2 separate regions of the Mus musculus genome follow, and region 1 is linked to region 2. Evidence: chromatin contacts called from public HiCAR-type data. All regions are on one chromosome and are shown on one strand. Each heading gives the region's core, a stretch centred on a gene start, on an enhancer-like site or on the middle of the called end of the contact. The rest is flanking DNA. Distances are from core to core; before and after follow the strand shown. Region 1 holds the start of Mfap3l (microfibrillar-associated protein 3-like). Region 2 holds the start of Galntl6 (UDP-N-acetyl-alpha-D-galactosamine:polypeptide N-acetylgalactosaminyltransferase-like 6).

What was found. HiCAR-type assays count read pairs that join an accessible place to other places.
Region 1: a contact with region 2 is called in a HiCAR-type map of astrocytes, with 5 times the contacts expected there. The contact joins the promoter of Mfap3l here to the promoter of Galntl6 in region 2. A contact is called at or near these places in 1 of 39 promoter capture datasets (hippocampal neurons) and 1 of 115 datasets of contacts at active chromatin or transcription factors (astrocytes).

What each region holds. Positions count from the first base shown.
Region 1 is chr8:60,628,926-60,635,175 of GRCm38.p6, forward strand. It overlaps Mfap3l (microfibrillar-associated protein 3-like), which reads left to right and starts at 3,900. Exons shown (of 3, transcript NM_027756.5): 1 at 3,900-4,133. Gm34730 (a long non-coding RNA gene) reads right to left here and starts at 2,930. Exons shown (of 3, transcript XR_379010.3): 1 at 2,542-2,930.
Region 2 is chr8:58,909,304-58,915,467 of GRCm38.p6, forward strand. It overlaps Galntl6 (UDP-N-acetyl-alpha-D-galactosamine:polypeptide N-acetylgalactosaminyltransferase-like 6), which reads right to left and starts at 2,324. Exons shown (of 12, transcript NM_175032.3): 1 at 2,034-2,324. The coding sequence starts at 2,171. BC030500 (cDNA sequence BC030500) reads left to right here and starts at 2,452. Exons shown (of 3, transcript NM_173411.2): 1 at 2,452-2,499; 2 at 3,114-3,231; 3 at 3,557-4,995. The coding sequence starts at 3,206. The coding sequence ends at 3,902.

The sequences.
Region 1 (6,250 bases), core at 2,650-5,149, 1.7 Mb after region 2:
GTTAAGAGAAGTATTACAATCATATTTGAAGAAGAAGAAGAAGAAGAAGAAGAAGAAGAAGGAGGAGGAGGAGGAGGAGGAGGAGGAGGAGGAGAAGGAGAAGGAGAAGGAGAAGGAGAAGGAGAAGGAGAAGGAGAAGGAGAAGGAGAAGGAGAAGGAGAAGGAGAAGGAGAAGGAGAAGGAGCAGCAGCTCTGTTCTAGGGGGTAGAATAAGGACCTTCAGATAATTAGAGGTTGTAACTACACTGCCAGAAGAAAGCAGAGTAACGAAAAACAATGAAATTTGTGGATTAATTAGTAATGCTGTGCTTATTCGTGCCAGTGAAAGAAGGGCACCAGATGGCTCACTAAGCATTCCAGACTTCTGAAGCTGAAGAAAATCTCTGGGGTATAAGGAAGTCAAACCTGAGATCTCACTTAGGTTCCTCTGGCTGCACTGCGTGTGACTTCGTTCTGACAGCATGTCAATTTATTTGCAATCTGTGTAAACACTTAGAGAAGAATTATTTTTTAAGGAGCAAACTTCCCATATTATAACAATATATACACCTATCATTCATCCATCAGGTAAACCTCTGTTGATATTGGAAACATAGATGGTTGAGATGCAGCCCTGGTTATCAACTTCCCCACAGTGCAGAGAAGACAAAGGAAAGAAAAATCAAGATCAGATGTCAAAATGGGGACAAGAGACAAGGCACAGATGAAATATCCAAGTAGAAATCACTACAGGAAGGCCAGTCTGAACTCACTCTTGAATGCTTAAGATTTTGCCAATGAATTAAGGTGACAGAGAAACAAAAGAAGTGACAAGCATGGGGCGGCTGTCAGTTTGCACAACAGGCTATTTGGATTCGTTAGGGTACTGCATGCTAGGGAATCAGGCTGGAAACTCACCTCAGAGGTGAGGCACACACGTACTGTAATATAATTTGCTTAGAAGGAAAAACCCAAGGAGGCACAGAGGAGGGTGTGTTGAAGAGTACAGACAGGTCTGTGGTTAAAGATGTCTAGTGATGAGGAGGGCTGAAGAGAGCAGAGTAAGTAGGGACACAAAGGACAGGATCTATGAAGACACACCTACAGGCAGGTGGAGGGTGCCTGTGACGAGCAGGATGGCAGAAGAAAGCAAGGTGACTAGACCTAGACATTTCCAGATTTGTGATCTCTGGCTGAGTGGAGGTACCAGGAAGCTCTCTAGAAAACACAGCAAAAGAGCAATCATGGCTTATGAACTCTGCTTAGGACATACTGGATTTGGGTTTCCTGAGGCATTCCACTTGGGCTGTTTTGTTAGCTTACACGTAAAGTCTGAACTTAGGGATATGTAGAGAAAAAAAATGCAGTTCAGGATAAAGGTGAAATAAAATATTGACATATATGGACAAACACTAGATACTGACCAATCAAAACAGACCCATCTGCAAAGATTCTAGCAACTGGGTACAGCCATCTTCAGAAAGATGAGAGATCACAAGGCAGTAGGAGAGAAGAGAGTGGTGAGAGAATAAGAGAGGATAATTGGCTGGGGCAAAGAAGAGAGCATGAAGAAGCAGGATGTGGAGGAAAGGTGACAGGGATTATAAGTGCATGTCACACAGGTAGACTGGGGAGGAGTTAGCTTCAAACATCAGTTCCAAGATAGCTGTTGAAGAGACACCTTGCCCACCCGTTCCCAGGCTTCATTACTTTGATCCTCATGTCTGTGGAGATCCAAGCAAGATCCAGTGCAGTATTCTAGACCTAAGTAATATCAGATCCTAGAAACCCATGGGGTTAATTAAAATGGCCCCAGATTCAAAGGGGAAGCACATAAGCGTATTTTCAAGGAGGCAAAGTTTCACTAGACAGGGTGACCCGAACCACTCTGAAGCTAAACTGGGGCTGACATAAAGAGCCACTCTCATTTGGGCTGTTTCCTAGAATCTCAACGAACCTCACTGGTCATTCTTCTAACCCAGTGAGCCACAGTCTCTCTCTCTCCCTTCACCTCTTCCACCCCTTTCCCTGCTGTCCCTTTATACCCTCTCTCCCTCCTTCTCGCTGAATTTATTCATCTTGATCCTGCACTCTTTTTTTTCTTTTCCTGTAGCCTTTCCCACTCCAGTCTTCCGTCACTGAGGGTTAAACACACAAGCATGCTGCAGCGAGTATTTCTAAGATAGAACGGGAGTATTCTGCAGGTTTGCGACAGGAAAAAATAAAAAGGAGTGGGTAGGAAAAGAAATAGAACCAAAGCGAATACCAAAATACTTTACAAGAATACACATGACTGACTGGAACAAAGGGAGACAGATTCCGTGTGGTTCTCAGCTACAACTGTACAGAATGGTTACTGAAAACTTGAACGGATTAGGTTTTTGAAAGAGGCAGGGAGGTTCGTTGAGCTAAGATGCTATGGAAACTAATGTTCAAGTATGATTTCCATTTCTCAGGCTTTTGGAGAAGGACTAGGTTTTGATATGCTTAGAAACGAGAGCCCGTGCATCCATTGGCACATAAATCCCTCTGCACCAGCGTTCGTCCGTTCGTCCCACGTACCCATGCTATTGCTTGCTGTAAGGGCAGCTCCCTCCTCCTGTCTTCTGAGCTCTGGTGTCTTGATGTTCCTCAACCTTGGGCAGCCAGATGCCAGAGGCAACCACGTGCAGCAGTCTGGCACTGTTCAGAGCATGCTCAGTTGCCTGCAGCCACTTCTGCGGCGGAACTCAGGGCTTGAGGTCACAGACAATACTTTGCCTCTGGGTTTGTCAGTCACAGAGAAGGAGGTCGACTGCTATCCCGTTAACAGCTTCCTGTCATCTTGACAGCTGTTCCTAACTCAGAGTGGAATACGCGGGGTCTGACAGCCTGAGCCACTTTAGTAGCGTTAATTTGCTTAATCCAACTCTCCGTGTTTTTCCAGCAGCCTATGACCAACATAGGTGTGGGGGCGGGGCTACCCTTCTTAAAAAAAAAAAAAAAAAAAACACGGTGTGGGGCGTGGCCGGAGGGGGCCAGGATAGAAGAGCCAGGGAAGAAGAGCTTGGTCACTGTCCCAGAAACTGACAAGATCTCCCTTAAATAGATAGATAGAATGATAGATAGATAGATAGATAGATAGATAGATAGATAGATAGATAGATAGATAGATAGATAGATAGATAGATAGATAGACAGACAGAAAGATAGATGATAGGTACATAATATTTAAATGCGTGTGGGATGGCAGGGGAGAGATCCACTAATATTGCAGGACTGTTCACAGAAAACTTATGTAGGTGGTAAAAATATTTTTAGAATACTTATTTTTTCTCATCAGAACAACTTAACTGCTCTTTAGAGAGAATGTCGAAACTGCAAATAATTTTAAGGGGCAGTTTTATAAATTTTCGCGGAACCACACCACTCAGAATCCACCGCAAACACCCTGCTGTGTCTTGTCGTGCCACTTCGAGGCGTCCACTGTGCTTTTGCTGTGACAGCGCGGCCGGCCGCCTAGGAGGCCCCATATGCTCCTGCTCGCGAGGTGCTGTGACAAGACAGCCTTAGAGACTAGGTTGGTTAATGCGTGGGTAGGCTGGTTGCCCGTGGCATCCAAGATGACATTCGAAGACGCCTTTGCCTGCGTGTCCTTGAACGCCACTGAGACGCGACGCTCCGGAAAGTTGAGGTGACAACGCCGGCAGCGCCCTGCCTCCCCACAATTACCAGTCACGCTGCCCTAGCACCACTGAGTCTGGAGGAAGAGGCAGGGTGGAGCGCGGGAGCACCGCCCAGTGGCCGCCCGGTCCCGCCCAGAGGCCGGGCTCTCTGAGCACGATGCTTCCCTGCAGACTGCAGGGCCAGCCCGGGGTGGGCGGAGCCCACCACCCGCAGCGGCCCGCCCCGGGCCGCGGCTGCGGCGAAAACCCGGTTGTGCAGAGTGCACCGGACCTCGGCGCCGCCGGGAGCCGCACTGGGCATGCTCGGCTCTCGCCGGCTCTGGAGCCCGTAGGTGGGAAGCTCCGGCTCCCGGCGGCGGGGCTCGTAACCCGCATCGAGAAGAGGCGCGGGCGGCGGAGGAGGTTGGTACACGCTCGGTGCTGCAGAGCTCCCCGGGTGGCCATGGCGAGAGGTGCACGGCGACCACCCGAGTGGCGCAGCGGTGTCAGGTCAGTGAGGGCACTGGGCGGGCGAGCCTGGGCGGCGGGCTACAGTAGGAGGGAGCCTCGCACCGGGTTTGTGGTCAGCGGCCGCCCGAGCTGCAGAACTTTCGGACGCCTGGGCTGGCGAGGCTACGCGCCTGGAGGTGCCCTGCTCTCCCAGCTCGTGGCTGGTCGCAGGATGCTGGAAGTACATGCAGGGCGGAGACCGGCGGGTTGGGGACAGTCGCGTCCAAGGCTCGTGCCACAACCTTCTGATGGCCAGGGGCGCGCTGTCCACAGCGCGTTAGCACAGAGCCTTCCCAATCTCCCGGGAGAAGGAGGATGCCACGCAGAGACAGGGCTCTTCGCCCAGCTGTGGATCGTTCTTGTCACGGTGCCTCAGTTTCCCCAGACAGGGAAGGGTGTACTGGCCTTTGCCCGGAAGGCGGCGTGGGGAGCTCCGAAGCGCCGCGTCCTGATGCTGCAGGAGTGTGGGAAGCAGCTGGTGCTAAGAGCTGCTTCCTTGTCTTGAGAGCTCTTGGAGTTTGTCGCATTTCCCACCATAGCAAGTTGACACCAAATTGTCTGGTGGCCTGGAATGGGGGAACGTCCTTCTTTGGCTAAAAAAGTAAATGCCGAGTCAATCCTTTTTAAGCCCGAGAATTGCTTGTCTCCCTCTTTAAATTAGCCTGGGATCGCAAATTCCAAGGTTTATAAAGCAAACTGGAAAAAAGAAAAGAAGATGTTTGCAGGTACATCAGCTGCTCACCCTGTAGAAAATATTATGGCTCCGTCGTCATTGTTTTGAAAGACACTTGTTCAAAGTGTGGTTACTGTAGCAATCTTTATTTGCTCTAGCTTTATATTAGGAACTTGGAATCAGCATTGCAGAAACAGTGGTTTTTGAAGTTTTCTCACTCCCCCCCCCCCAGGCAAAACACTTTTTTTTTAAAGTTGCTACTACACTCAACATAGTAAAATGTTCAGGATTAAATCTGCAAGATGGAAAAAGAATTGTTTTTCAGGAGAGACTAAATTAGAGCAAGGTAGTTTGCAGGCAGTGAGCTAATGCACAAAAATGCAATCTGTACCTTCTAAGGTAATGTTACTGTTTTCCCCTACAGCTACCCATATTCATCTATTAAAATACTTACAAGTTTGAGGAGCCCAGCACATGACTGGTTACATTACCTGGCTCTGTGTGATGCACCACGTTTACAATGTGCCCTGATTGCTCCACCTAGCTATGCCTTGTGCTGTTTAGAAAGAGACAAGTGGGATCTTTCCTTAGCTGTGTCTTTCTGATTGATAGCAGGGGGCTGAGCACCTAGGTCTTACAAGTGTTGCTGGGTTTGTACTTCTGTGCCCCCTGGGTTTGCTAGTGACACTAGATGAACACAACAGACCATTTCTTTTAAAAATAAATCTCCTCACACTCATGTGACCTTATTCAAACCCCACTCCTCACCCTTTTTGGCTAACAATTGAAAAATTTAAGACTATTTAAGTACCACAGCTATTGTTTAATTTGAGCTTTCAATATTTTTCTTCAAGAACTTCCAGACACTTAAATGCCAAGTAGCTACTTGCAGTAACCAAATTGTTCAGTCTCAGCCCAAGTCATATAGCGTCATTAAGCAAGTGTGTTTGTATGAATTCAGGAAATATGTAGATAGTAGTGTTTGCCTAACTTAGAATTCATTCTAGCATTTGGGATACAAGTTGTCTTTTCTAGCAAAACCCAGGGGAACACTTACAATTCTGACAGTTTCCATGGCCAGTCACATATAGTAAAAATCAGCATTAAGGTGCAAATGGTTGGTTTTAAATTTGCCGTGATACCTCTGTGGAATGGGGTTAAAAGAATAGGGGTTGGTTGGTTATGTGATTATAACTAATTAAAGGCAGACAGAGCCATTTAATACTCATGCTCCAAACAGAGGCTCTGTAAATTTATTGGTCTTGCTTCTGCCTCCACCTGAGGCCTCTTCATGCATTAAAATTTCACATTAAATTTTCTTCCCCACAAACTTTTATGGCCAGGCTTCATAAGCTGCAAGGATGAGTAAGACATCATGACTCATACCATCTAGTTGGAGTGATGTGCCCGAAGACAAATCAATTAGAGTAGAAAATAAGCGTTG
Region 2 (6,164 bases), core at 1,074-3,573:
AAGTTGCAGTTTATTCAGTCACATTTACTAATAGTTTAACTTTTACTCATCAAAAATTACATAATGACATAAAATTTTCCCATCAATGACTTTTTAATCTGTAAAAAATTGAAAACTGTGAAATTGCTATTTGGCTTGAATCATTACATTATGTAAGAATATTCATCAAAATCTTATCAGTGTCTTTTCTTCCATAAGTTTTCTTTTCAAAACTTTTCCCTTGAATTTCAATTTGTACTATTTCCATCACTAGTATCCACATGGTTTTACTATGCTGTAAGAATCTTTCAGAAAGAACAAGTAAGTAACTGCTTTTCTGCCACTCAAACCTTCCAGCTCCGACATTTTATTACTTAAAACTAAAGATTAGTTTCATGTCACAAGAGTCAAAATCAGAGAAACTTTTCTGGAGATTGGAATTAGTCACAGTTTAAAAGTAACTTCCTATGCTAATTGACAAACAACTTTCTCATTAAGCCTCAAAATCAATAGCCAACAATTTAAATTGTTACAATCTCATTAATTAGATTAATCAATTAACAGTTCATGTTAACGATCCCAGAAAAAATTTCAGATTGTATTACAAAATAGTAAATAATAACATAAAATATTTTCTTTTATTTTCCTAATTTGATTGAAATTTTAATAGCAATATACTGATTACTACTATTAACGTTATTCTTTGAATAAAAGATTGGAAAAATATGTGATCAATATGTGGTTCCAAGTTCACATACAAAGCTGGTATCTCCTCTGAATATTTTAGAATGACAAAGCCCATCATACTTAAGTCTGAAGCTAAATTTCAGCTTGGAAGTATGGTCAAGATCAACTCAATGAAAGTATACCAGCATTGTCTTTCAAAATTCCAATCCACTAAAAATCCAGAGCATTTAGTTTATTTATAGTTCAGATACTGATGATGAGTTCTTGTAATGAAAAAAAAATCAGATGTCTTCCATATAATTCACAACTTTCACTGCATAAATGCAAACTTAAACTCTGTTAAGTATAGGTAAAAATATTCAATTGCTATCAATTCACATTGCTGCTGTCTAAAAGTGGATTACTTAGTCCCTTCTATGTGAGAAAAGTACATAGAATACACAGGTGATGACCCATGAAATTAAGCATATTAATATTATAAAGCAATCCTTGACACTGAATAGAGAAGTATAGTGTTTTCATGAAGTAGGCTGTAATCCCTTGTTCAAAGTTTTTCTTCTTTAAAAAAATACATGCTGTATTTGCTAATCAGCAGAAAAACAGCACTACTGATTTCCATCAGCATTTTGTGAAGGATAGTTGGTATTCTTACTCTCTATGAGAGTTACCTAGACACAGGATTAACTCTTACTGCAAACATAAGCATACTAATAGTTACATGCTAAGTAGAAGGAAGGCAAAATATCACACAGCCTGTTTAGCACATGAGGGAAGGCTTTTAGCAACAAAGTTATCAAATGTTGGAGGTGGGGGATTGAATATAGATTCTTAATAATTGTCTCTAGCAATTAACCTACCAGACCACATTAGGAACAGAGGAAACAAAAGACAAAGTTTAAGTTTCCACAGGATAAGAATCTTTTCATATATATACATATATATGCAAATGATTGATTTTGGAAAACCACTTTAAAATCTGAATAACTTAGTTGGCCAGATGCACTTAATACAGACACGCACACAAGACAGAAGGCAGAAACCAATCCCTGTAATTGAACTTGTACCAAAGCACTTCTGACTCCTTTCCACCCTGCCCCCTTCAAGTCAAAAAATTAATCACTGACCAATTGGAAGAGTATATACCTTCTCTTCTTGACCTTGGATTCTTTCTCATTTTATGTTCCATTCACCATTCACCGTGTCATGAGCTGCAAACCAGGACCTGCTCAAAGCCCAAAGTCCACAAAGTCCCTGTATTCAGTCCTATGAGGACTTGGGAGAAACTCCTTATACTTTTTCTCTATATGCCCCCAAACAGTGCATATCTAACCCATTCTCCTGGCCCCCTTGCCCTGACTGGTACTTACCTGATGCTCCGCGGGTTCTGCAGATTTCACCAGGTGTTTATCCTTGTACAAAGACCAGAGACCAATGTTGGGCAGGAAAATTAAAGCCACGGTGAATAACAAAGTCATTTGCAGAAACCTCTTCTGTTTCCTCTTCATTGCAAAGGATAACAATGGAGAAAAGTTAGAGATGTCTCCCAGACTACTTCTTGAGTTTAATGCCAAAGTCCTTTCCTCTTTCCTGGGAAGCACCAGAAACTGAGGGGAAGCAAAAAACTTTTGTTGTGTGCTCAGCACCAATCTGCAGGGTTCAGAGGGAGTTGGCCATCTGCAGAACAAACGCACAGTTACTTTCCCCCAGAAAACTATGACGACGGCATTATCTATTGGCTTAGAAATAAACGAGTCAACTGAGGAAATCGTTAAATCTATTGACCTCCATTAATATAAAGCAGTGGAGTAAATACGATCGTTTCATAGAATAATGGTAAGTTATGAGGAAGTCGAGAGCATGCTAGATCTATCAGTAAATAGGAGGTGTTTGTCTGTCGCTGTTTGCCCACCATCCCCCGCCCTTAGTGTGGGAGGTCCGGGATGTAGAGTCGGAGATGAAAAGCGAGAACTGAATGGGAGGGAGTGGCTTGGTCCAGTCAAGTGTCTGGAAGAAAAGTGTCCGCTTTTGACATTGGCACAACACCTTCCTTATCTTCCCCGAACAGCTTTTTATTTGCTTGCTTTGGGATAACCCACCTGAACTCAAGTTCAACTCCCTTGGAAGCCAGCTTGTCAGGCAAGATCCAGGGACACCATAACCAGGTCAGAACTATGTTTGGATAGGGGTTCACAAACTCCTGGATCTTCATGCGCCGTCAGAACACTCCTCTGCAGGCAGCATCTAGGCGACCTGGGAACCTGGCTGGAAGGAGGCTACAGATGTCAGCGGAGTCCAGCCAGGAAGTGCAGGCGCAAAGACGTCCCTTCCTCCAAGTGCAGTCCTGGGAATGAGAGCCTCAGAGAAGTGTGCTCTCTACCCATCAATCTCGCCCCCTTCCTCTGCTGACGCTCTCACGCTCCACTGTTCATGTTACCATTCTTTTCCAGCAACTGAACGAACCCAGCGAAGCATCACCAGCACCCCCAGGGCAGTATTTCTGATCTCCACTTCACGGCAAGGGACGGATGGCAGGCGGCGAATGTCAAGTGTGACCGGGCTTTACAGGCAAGTGGGAGAGGGCGCGCGGAGGATGAGTGAGGACGGCGAGAACGCGCGTGGAGCTGGCACCCAGGGGTCCGCCTCCCGCTGGCTGTCTCCTGCCTGCTGGCGATGATACTGGTGTCTACCACGTGCGGGAGCCTAGAAGCCGGGAGGGGAGGGCGAGTCACGGCCGGAAGGTAGTGGCCACTGCCTCGCGGCTGCCAGATGCTACATAAACAAACCCAGAGGCTAGGGGGAAGGAGAGGAGGATGAAGGCGGGGACAGAGAAATCGATTTGCAGCTCCGGGACAATCGGATCCTCTCTTCTCGGGTAATCTCGAACCGGCAGGGAGACTGGTTCGTCTCTGAGCTCACCCGAAAGGCGCCAGGCCAGAAATTCCGGAGTACAAGTCGCCCTGAGCGGGAGGGCAATGGAAGAATTCCTCCATGGTCCTGATGGGATCGCAGCGAGGAAGGCGCGGCAGCGACAGCGAGCAGAGGCAACCCAGTCTGGACTGGTCCCTGAGAGGAGGGTTTCCCCAGAACCTACAGCTCAAGCCAGGTACGTAGCGTGGAAGGAGAAAGAGGATTCCCACGCCGCGTGGACAGCGTTGTTAGCCGCAGCTTCCAGACAACACTGTGGAGAACAGAGGCAGCTCAGCGGGAGTCGGCCAGCACCTGGGGCCCAGGTTTAGATTTGGCTTCACTAACTGATGCTTCTCCGCCCTACCATGCCTGCACCTCCCACTGCTGATAGCTGAGAGGTCTTCTGGTTCCTCGCTTAGCTCACACACCCCTCCCTGGTTATCCAGAAACCTTAGAACTGAGATAAGTCTCCAGCAGATGGGACCCTTCCCTCCCCGTAGAAAACGGAGTCAACACACACAGGAGAACCTGTGGCCTCTCTAAGGAACCTTTGTGCCTGCCTGGCTCAGGATCCAGAGCGCCTAACTCCTGGTGTGAACTTAAGTAAGGTGATGGATGGCCATGCCATGCTGCGCAGCATCAGGCTATCCAGAGCCTCCCAAAACACTGTGGTCGCCTCCTTGTTACAGTCTAGAGAGTGATGCCCATATGCTTGAGATATAGAGACCTCACTCCAGATGGTTTTCTCCTTCATCCACTTTTTCCCCTTTCCCCCTCTCTCTAATTTCCCTCCCCCATCCCCCGCCTTTTTTTTTTTTTTTCTCTTCCCCTAGTCTTCTCTATCCACAGGGACTCAAGCCTCTCAAGACCCAGATTTGACCCTGGAGAGTTAACCTTTAAACTGTTCAGGTTATTCATTTAAAACAAAAGGGACTGGAACAATAGAGGTTGGCTGTACTGCTACACAAATAAAGCTTTATGTTGTAAGCACTTGTTCTCTGTGGATGACTTGCCATCTCAGAAAAGTTTCGAAACACACTAAATACATATTTTGAATGTGTGCTTTCTGTACGTAAAAATAGTTTGCTTTACATTTTACACAAGTGTAATTTGAAGGTGCAGAGGGAAGAGGGTTTTAATCACTGCTTCCAAACCACACACATATACACTCTTATTGGTTCTGCGTAATTTTCAAATCCTGCTCTGAGTTAAAGGAGTTCTATAACAGAATTTGAAGGCCTGGAAGCCATGTACTAAGGGAGAGTTGTTTTGGAATAAATTAACTGTCACGAAAAACTGTTAGGAGAACTATTTAACTTTATTGGATTTTTTTTTCATTTTTGGACACAAGTTACTGATAAATGACCTGAAGGGAAGTAAAAGTGCTTTGCAATTAAATAATAAAAATATCATTTTAAGCAATATCTCGTCTTTTATTCCTTATCAAGACTCCTAAATCTGATATAGCAATACACAGAATTGTCTGCCAGTCCCGGGATGTGGAATTGGGTGACATGTCACCATTTAAATGTTGGTAGAAGAACCTCCATATACTATTCAGTCACAGATTAAAATTGTCAACAGTGAGTATGTCTCATTATTTGTCTCCTGGCCAAGCACTCGCAAAATACAAGGTAGACACTAGAAGAACATTTCTTTTAATGTATATTTTAAAATGGTATATAACATATATACGTTGCAATATATATATATATATATATATATATATATATATACATATATATGTGTATATATATATACATATATATATGCACACACATACATACATAAATACAAATATGTTTTGTAACATTTTCATGTGTATGGGGGGGTGGGGTGTGTGTGCAAATAGTATGTCATTGAACCAAATGCCTGCAGAGGTCATAAGATGGTATCAGATCCCCCACAACTGGAATTTTGGATAGTTGTTAACTACCATGTGGATGCTGGGAATTGAACCTGCATGATCAAGGAAGTGGTCATAACTGCTAAGTCATCGCTCCATTCTCCTCGATGATAGTCTTATTGTGTTCACCTGAGTTTACATTAGGTTTCCAGACCATCACTTTCACAAATCCCACTTAGTAAACATTATTTATATAATTTTTTCTGTTTTCTTAGGATGTTCTTACTCATTTATAATTCTGTGACTCGGTAACAAAGTTATGTCAATCCTCAAAAATAAGGGGCAAGAAAAGCACTAAAAATAAAGATTTTAGGTTAATCTTTCAAATTTTCCTAAATTATTGTTACTTGTATTGATTAAAACAGATATATAAAATGACTCTGTAGACATGAAGAGGCTTGTTTAAAATAAATATTAGTACTACTTCTTACAGCTTTAAGAAACATTTGCCTTATAGCTGGTCAGTTCCCTGTGGTTTCTTCTCTTGTGAGTCATATAACAGCTTCACGTAATCACATCCTTATGTACTTAGCAACAGGCCAATAACTCCAGGAACACGTGGAAGAAGGCAGTTTGACCTTGAGTAACAATGGGAAAATAGAAGGAACCAGGCTGTTTAGCCATTTGGATGAAGTAAACAGGTTTGTTCCTCACATCTCTCTAAAAAGAACTGTTTATGGCTTAA